Linked DNA regions of Mus musculus: region 1 is linked to region 2. A link is a contact called in public HiChIP or PLAC-seq data. All regions are on one chromosome and are shown on one strand. The core of a region is the stretch at or near the end of the contact, and the rest is flanking DNA. Distances in the headings are between cores, read along the strand shown. Region 1 holds the start of Usp54 (ubiquitin specific peptidase 54). Region 2 overlaps Cfap70 (cilia and flagella associated protein 70).

What was found. HiChIP or PLAC-seq counts read pairs in DNA pulled down with a chosen protein or histone mark.
Region 1: an H3K4me3 HiChIP or PLAC-seq map of bone marrow-derived macrophages shows a contact between it and region 2, with 6 times the contacts expected there. The contact joins the promoter of Usp54 here to the enhancer-like site in region 2. A contact is called at or near these places in 7 of 39 promoter capture datasets (the C10 cell line, cranial neural crest, frontonasal cranial neural crest and 4 more), 1 of 115 datasets of contacts at active chromatin or transcription factors (bone marrow-derived macrophages) and 2 of 9 other capture datasets (adipose tissue and pancreatic islet).

What each region holds. Positions count from the first base shown.
Region 1 is chr14:20,617,103-20,620,915 of GRCm38.p6, reverse strand. Usp54 (ubiquitin specific peptidase 54) reads left to right here and starts at 2,562. Exons shown (of 21, transcript NM_030180.2): 1 at 2,562-2,623.
Region 2 is chr14:20,421,120-20,425,517 of GRCm38.p6, reverse strand. Cfap70 (cilia and flagella associated protein 70) reads left to right here. Exons shown (of 29, transcript NM_029698.1): 11 at 1-156; 12 at 298-378; 13 at 1,054-1,145; 14 at 4,383-4,398. Among named protein-coding and RNA genes, the nearest start is that of Cfap70, 29 kb to the left of the region's middle. Within about 2 kb of position 3,072, at least 8 of the 459 cell types and tissues checked have an H3K27ac peak or open chromatin away from gene starts, as enhancers often do. A contact at or near this core is called in bone marrow-derived macrophages, where this site is marked.

The DNA.
Region 1 (3,813 bases), core at 1,313-3,812, 200 kb before region 2:
GTTGAGAGCTGATGTTAGAGTTACTGGTGGATGTAAGATGACAGACATGAGTGCTGGGAACCAAACTTGGGTCCTCTGTAAGAATAGTGTACTATTTTAACTGTGGAGCTATCTCTTCAATCCCAAGCTTTAATTTTGATGAAATTAAGCTTATCTAATTTTATTCTTTGTCATTTGCGTGTTTTCTTTCATTAGACAAAAATCATAGCAGCTTAAAGATTTTGTCCTCTTTTTGTACCTCTAGAATCAAGCAACACTTCAATCACAAATGTCGTCGTCGTCATCACCATCATCTTCTTCACTGAGTGTTACATCTTTGAATAGTTTGCATTCTCCTTCCATTATGACTTCTCTTTCCATCATAACTCAGGTTATCCAACTTGTGTCACAAGTGACTGACTGTACCCCCTGAGCCATATGGGTGGCTGCAGGCAGCACTTTATTCTATAAAATAGAATTTTAGTTTTATGAACATTAGAAACAAGAATAAAGAAACACTGAAGAAAAGACCCTACTAAACCCACTAGGCAATTCCTAAATCCACTAGGCCTACCTACCAAGTAATGGAAATTCCTGCATGGTCAGTGCCCTTCCTTCCTTAGTATTCTGTTCTGAGCATTGATCTTGGGGGTTCTTCAAGGGTGGGACCCACACCCCTAGCTATAGCTCTATACCATTTTTTAATAAATGAACACAGAGTCTTGCTATGTTAGCTGGACGGGAAAGCACTATCTATCTGCCTGCTTCTGTTTCCCCAAGTGCTGGGGTTAAAGGTGGGGGCCACCATGCTGGGCTCTATATACTATATCATAATGACTTTGAAGGGCTACCTTTTTTTTTTCGGTAGTTAATATATTTTTAAAATTAATCTTTATTTAATTTCAGGTACACAGATGTTTAGCTTATATGTGTATGTATATGTCCTATTAGTCCATTGCCTTCTTGTCTGTATAGGCTAGAAGAGGGTGTCAGATCCCCAGAGAATGGAATTACAGATGGTTCTGAGTTGCCATGTGTATGCTAGGAATTGAACCCAGGTCCTCTGGAAGAGCAGCCAGGGCTCTTAACCACTGAGCCATCTCTCCAACCTCTAATATTTTATCTTAATTGTCAACCTGTCTGGATTTAGAATTACCATTGAAATTGCATACCTAAAGGTATGTCTATGACTGTTTTCAGAAAGGTCTAAAAGGCAGTACCACTCTGAATGTGAGTAGCACTACGGCTTGGGAGCCTGGATTGACTTGAAAAAGTATGAGGAAGGCCAGCCCGAGTTGCTCGTTCTCTGCTTCTTGACTACCACTGCAGGGTGACCAGTTGTCCGGGCTTCTTCCGCTAAGCCTTTCCTGCTGTGAGCCAAAGTAATTTTTTCTCAATTTGCTTTGTTAAATATTTTCTCATAGAGAAAAGACCAAGTACAATTTGGGCATCTTTCTTTCCATTTAGTACTGATCAGTAGAAGTCTGTGCTTTTGCCTTGGTGTGGCACTTCTGTGCCTTGGCACTATGTATTAGAAGACTTGGTTGGAATACTGATAGTGAGCAAGAGAACCAATAGCTTTCTTCTTTTAAACTTGGCACTTGCTTTGCTGCCAAAGGACTGCTTTACTTTTAAGCATATTGTTAAAATGTAAGCTTAATTAGTTTTGGACAGTGTCCATGGTTGTTTAATTTCACCAATAAACTTTAATTAAATCTTTTTTTAGTGACCAAGGATTTTCTCTCAAGGTTTAGAAATAAAGCCAACTTTCATAAATGGCAAGAATTTTGCTGATGAGTTTTTTCCTCAGTATGCTTATAAAACAACTCATTTCAATAAAGCTGTTTAATAAGCAGAGTGATACACAGATACATGTGTGTTGGTCTTCTTGGCCTTTATGCCCTGCCTGCAAATGCAAGTTCTGTTTGACTGATCACATGTTTTAGGGTGGGATCCAACTGCAGCTCCCTAAAGAGGTGTGGAGATCTTGGCTGGAAGAACCTTTAGAGTCAGTTCTTGTTTTAAATCGACTGGCAACCCCAGCAGCTTGGTTTACATAATTTCTATTCATACAGTTTCCTAATTTCTTTAATAGCATGGCCCATTTTAGTGTTTAAGACGGAAGACTTTTGCCCATTACAATGGTTTCACTGCAGATAGTCTTGGGACTTTGAATTGACTCAGACAGCATTGTTTTTGGTGGTTCTCTAGGGCACTGCAAAGGTGTCTTCTCACAGACACCACACAAAGAGTTCTTTTAGGACCAGCCCTTTGGAAGCAGCTGCCACCCTGCAAACCTTACTTTCCGATGACCTTGCCTTCAGGAGTGCCTCTGGATGAAGCAGCCTCTCATATAGTTGTTGTAAACCTCCTGTGACGTTCGTCATAAGTCTTTCCCAGAGTTCTGGTTAGTTCCTTCAGTTTTAGCTTCTCAATGAATTGTTCCTGGTAGTTGGCAAAAAAATTGTTTTATCCCTGACATCCTGTTGTGTGCCTTTGTGGTTAGATGAACAGTTTCCCACTGTTGCTCCTTGCGCTTGTCTCCTCCCTCTGTACCCTAGCCTCTGTTCCGGTCTGTGTCACTGCCCCACAGATGCCCTTGTGAGTGCTTGCAGTTTTTTCCTGAGCTCGAATGGGTTGTCTGGTAAGCATTGTAGTTGTATTAAAACTGTGTAGAGGGAGGATACCATGACTGAGTAGTGTTTGTGAAGTTATTCCAGCCCACCCCACCCTCACCCCTCTAATAGCTTACTTTGAAATTGAGTTTTGAACTCAATTTTCAGGAGATTTTTTTATGTTGTCTTTTTTTTTTTTCTTTCTCCAACCAGATGTTAAATTTGTGAATTTTATTTTCTTCCTCTAACATATATTGTATATATGAACTTGTTAGAATTAAAGGGGAGATTTACAAGTTTAAAGAAAAGAGTTGTAGGTTTAGTGTTTTGAATTTCCTTAAAACAAGTTATTTGTTAGAAGGTTGTATTCTTTGTATTTATTTTTCAAACTCAATATATGGGCTAAGGAAGTAACAGAGGTCCTGTTTTTTGGCTAACCTGTGCAGTAACATTACTTTCAGACGCAGAGTGATGTCCTTTTCCATCACCAGAATGTTCTTGGTAAAATTCATTTAGATTTTGACAGTATGTTTTCATTCTGGGAAGTGGTTTGCTGAGTATTTCAGAGTGGCAGATGCTTGCTTCTAGAGAGTACTTTAGGAAGTTAGATTTGGTCATTAGACCTTTTCCCTTCTGGTATGAGGTATTTTGATCCTTTGAAAATAAAATGTTTTATATTTGATGCTCAGGTTATTCCAATGCCATTTGAACAGTATTTCATAATGCTATTATTTTCTTGGATTGTATATTTTGACCTTCATCTAAGAAATAGTGGGGTGCATGCATGTGTGTGTGTGTGCGCTTGCACTCACATTTTTTAAAAGCTTTGGGTTCTGTAGAACTGCTACTAACAATATGAGGAAAATTTACTGAGATTTTATTGCTGTTTAGTTGAATCTGCTTTATAAGTGGAGGTTGTGCTTGTACAATAATAATTTCTTGATCTCCTAGGTTCTATGCTAAATGCTACACATATATTTCTAATTTTCACTACAACCCTGACAAGTAGATAGTATTTTTCCTTATCATGCATAGGTAGAACTTCTCCCTGTCCTCTTCAGACCCTTGCAGTATGAGAATGACTCCCACCTTTTAAGAGCTAAGGACACCCAAGGAGCTGAAGGGGTCTGCAACCCAATAGGTGGAACAACACTGAACTAACCAGTACCCCCAGAGCTCTTGTCTCCAGCTGCATATGTAGCAGAAGATGGCCTAGTTA
Region 2 (4,398 bases), core at 1,823-4,322:
TTCAGCTTATTCAGGGACACTGGGCACCATTTGGTCCAAAATAATAAAGCAGGGGGACTTAACTCTCCACTGTCCAAACCTCTCTCCAAGAATCTGAAAGAAGAGAAACCAGGGAAAGACAAGGACACAGAAGGACGGCCTCGGCTTGGAGAGCTGGTAGGCTGGAGACCGTATGTACAGACGTTTGCACTCATTTCCTCATCTGGGACATTGTAGTGATGTATTTCGTGTCTTATTGTCCCCACTACTATGAAGGCCATGAAACAGTCCACACTCTGATGTTTCTTTTTGTTTCAGCAAGCGCCTAGTATAAAATCACAGAGCTCAGACACCCCTTTGGAAAGTGAAGCCCCCCTGAGCCACAACCTTGAAGGACAGGTAAGTACCTTCATCATTTCAGAAACTAAACTCTCCCAGACTCTCACTGAGTAGCACAGCTTCCTTGGAAAATGCTAGAGGTGAGACTTGAGTTACCACAAGTGCTTGCTTATGCGTAATCTACGACCTTGGGCAAGCTTGTTCACTGAGACCTCAAAGGGAGTTTGCACTAGACAGTGGTTAGGCTCCTTCCAGAATTAAACTGGTTTAATTTTGTTTTGTTTTTCTGTGCAGAGGAAAGAGGAAAGAGTGACATGCATTTAAAATAGCTCCAATAGAAGTATGAATGAGTTTACCAGGCATGGTGGTGTGCCCTGAGGAGGCAAGAGGATCTCTGTGAGTTCAAGGCCTGGTTCACACAGAGAGTGCCAGGCCAAGCAAGGCTACATAATAAAACCTTGTCTCAAAAAAGAAAATAAGTAAAAAATTTTTAAAAAGTATGTTCAATGGGAGTCAGTAGAGTAGAAATTTCCAAGAACAGCCATGAAAACGCTTTCTTCAATGAGCTAACCACTATTGCTACATTCCTTTCAAATTATTGTCCCATGTAAAATATTTGAACCACAGTTTCATACACATACTTTTACTCAGTGTATTGTAAGTAATATCTGATGTTACTAAAAATATGTCATTGCTGCCTTTTTATGAGATTAACTAGTAATCATGTCTTTGCAGCAATACATAGAAGCGGGAACATACATTGTCCTGGAGATCCAGCTGGAAAAAGCCCTGGTTCCAAAGCGGATGCCAGAGGAACTGGCCAGAAGGTGCAGGGCGCTTATTCTCCTGTTTGGTACAGTTTAGAAATGAAGAAGAGGCCACTCATTTTTTCCCCATAATGTAATTTTCCCTGTCCTAAGCAACAGTGTTGTTGTCTCTGTTACAGATGGAGTTCACTCCGCTATTGTTTCTTCATTGGGAATATCATTACATTTTTTTGACATGAGCAAGAAAGTATAAAACAGGCAAATTCCCACTGTCTGGAAGTATTTTCACACCGTGCTGTCTGTCTGGGAGTTGCTTTAAGGCCATAGATGACACGTTCATGCGCATGCATCACATATCCACACATGGAGATGACACGCTTATACACACGCATCACATATCCACACATGAAGTTCTTGAAAACTGTGTTTACTGCACTATCACTTTGTTTATATGTTACTATTTCAGCAGCAATTTAAATTTGTTGGTATATAATGTTCCAAAGTGTTCTCATATCTTTTTTTAAAATCTCTGTATTTATTTATTTTCTTAGTAGGCCTTGCTAAAGGTTTGTCTTTTTTTTGTTTGTTTGTTTTTAATTTTGTTTGTCTGTTTATTTGTTTGGGTTTTCAAGATAAGGGTTGTGTGTGTGTGTGTGTGTGTGTGTGTGTGTGTGTGTGTGTGCCTGGCTGTCCTGAAACTCACTCTATAGACCAAACTGGCTTCAAACTCATAGAGATACACCTCTCCTGCCTCCTGAGTCCTGGGATTAAAGGTGTGCACCACCACTGCCCAGCAATTTCATTTTATGAGTATTTTGCCTGTATGCATGTGTGTGTGTGTGTGTGTGTGTGTTTGCATTGTAAACTAATATATGTACATGTGTGTATGGGCATACTCATTCATGTGTGTGCTGTGTGTTTGTGCTGTACATGTCTGTATGCACATGTGTGTGTATGTGTACTTACTCATGTACATGTGTGGAGGCCAGAGGGCAGCCTTCTTCAATCACTCTCACCTTATTTTTTTTTTTAAGTTTTAATTGTTATTGTGGTGGTGGTAGTGTGTGTACACTCCATGTTGCATGTGTGATCAGATTACAACTCCGTAGAGTTGGCATCCTCGTTCCCCCTTTACATAGGCCTAGGGATGGAACTTAGGTTTCAAGTTTGCACTGCAAATGCCTTTATCCCCGAGTCATCTCCATGACTCACCTTAGTGTTTTTGAGATGGATTTTTTTTCACTCAACATGGAACTTCACATTTTAACTAAACTGCTCCCATGCCCACCCCTCCGCCCACAGGTGAGTCACGTCCTGACACCTGGCTTTTGTATGGTGGTGCTTCTGCATATGAGATGGGATTCAAACTCGGGTCTTCTGGCTTGCACAGTAAACGCTCTTCGCCATTGAACCGTGTCCCCAGCTCATTAATTGAGCACTATAATATGGTTACATTAGAATGAAGGTCAGCCCATAAGATCCCTCTGCTCTGAAACTACCAGTGGAACTTCATCACACCCTGAGTAAGGTCCTTACGAAGGCCCACAGTGGCCTGCACTTCAGTGTCCGCTTTGCCCTCCACCCTTCAGTCCAACCATACTAAGATCTTTGCTTTTCCTCACATGTAAAACTCATTTTTTGTTATTCTTGTTTGTTTTGCTTTTTTTTGGTAGAACATAATTTTAGAATACTCAACTGTTAACATTCAACAAACAGAATAATTTTTCTATGATATATTTCATTGTTATGTCTCCCTTTTCATTTCTGATTTTATTAATTTGGATAGTTTGTTTTGTTTTTGAGACAGAGTCTCACTATGTAGGCCAGGCTGGCCTTGAACTCACAGAGATCGACCTGTCTGTGCCTCCTGAGTGCTGGGATTAAAGGCATTTGCCAAATACTAAGCTCGCATCTGCAGCAAGCTTTACGCTAGCTGCTGCTTTGCCTGAAATAGCCCTCTCTTGGACATCACGTGACTTCCCCTTCTCTTCCCTTGGGCCTTTGCCCAGATACCCTCAGTGAAGCCTTCCCCGGTGAGGCCTGAGCTCCAACACAGCTCTGCCTCCCCACATCATTTCCTCGGGCACATGCTACTACCATATTTACGTTAATAGTTTTCTTTCCCTACCAGAATGTAAACCCCATGAAGGCAAGAGTCTTGTGTTGTTTATTTAGCTCCATTCCCAGGCCTAGAAAAGCTCTCGATAGACAGTAGGAACTCACTGTATATTTTGAAAAAATTAATAATATTATTTTCAGAGAGGATGGTAGGAGGCTAACAAAGTTAGAAGGCGATTCTTAGCTACACATCATTCCAAGTCTGTAACATCTTTACTATTGTCTATTAAGATAAATAAGATTAGAGTTACTAATCATTAACAGTCCTATACAATTATTTAGGTCCTATCAAAGGAAAGTTAAACTTGCCCAATTGAGGATCTCAAGGCTGTAGAGTACTTTTGGATAGGAATCTGAATCTAAGGGACGGGAGCTGCTGGACTCATCCCTTGGAGACAGAAGAAGGGTTCTTTCTTCTGTTTTCTTCTGCTTTGTCTGTTTTTTGAGACGAGGGCTGGAGAAGCCCAGACTGACTCAAACTTGCCATATAGATGAAGCTAACCTTAAACTCCTGGTTCTCCTGCTTCCATCTTCCAAGTGCAGGGTCACAGTGCACAGCACCATGCCTGGTCCTCCTTGTAGATTCATTTAAGATTCCCTAGAAAGAAAAGGTAAGGATCTTGGCACGTGTTGCTTCATAGAGAAAAGCTATAGAGAGATGAGGCTGGAGAGATGGCTAAATGACTAAGAGCACTGGCTGCTCTTCCAGAGGTCCTGAGTTCAATTCCCAGCAACCACATGATGGCTCACAACCATCTGTAATGGGATCTGATTCCCTCAGCTAATGTGTACTCATATAAATAAAAATAAATAAATCTTAAAAACAAAACAAACAAAAACAAAACCATGTTTCATCCTAGGTGGAAAGGAAGCTTCATTTTCCAAGTCTGTGGACTTCAGAAACACACAGAGGGATACCCATTATTTTCTAACCATTAGTCCAGAACCAATACTTTAAAAAAAAAAAAGTGTGAGCATAAAACCAGTCCCAAATCAGTACCGTCTCATATACTGTCCTAGGGTTCAGATCTAGGGTTTTATGTGAGAAAACTCAAATCCTCCAATGCAGTAGGGAGATAGACCTCAGATCTCCCCCACACAGACTCTGGGGAGATAGGAAAGAACACAGGCCTGCAGATAATCGAGCTTTTGTTGTGTTTGTTCCTTTTCCTGATACAGGGTCAAGGAAATGATA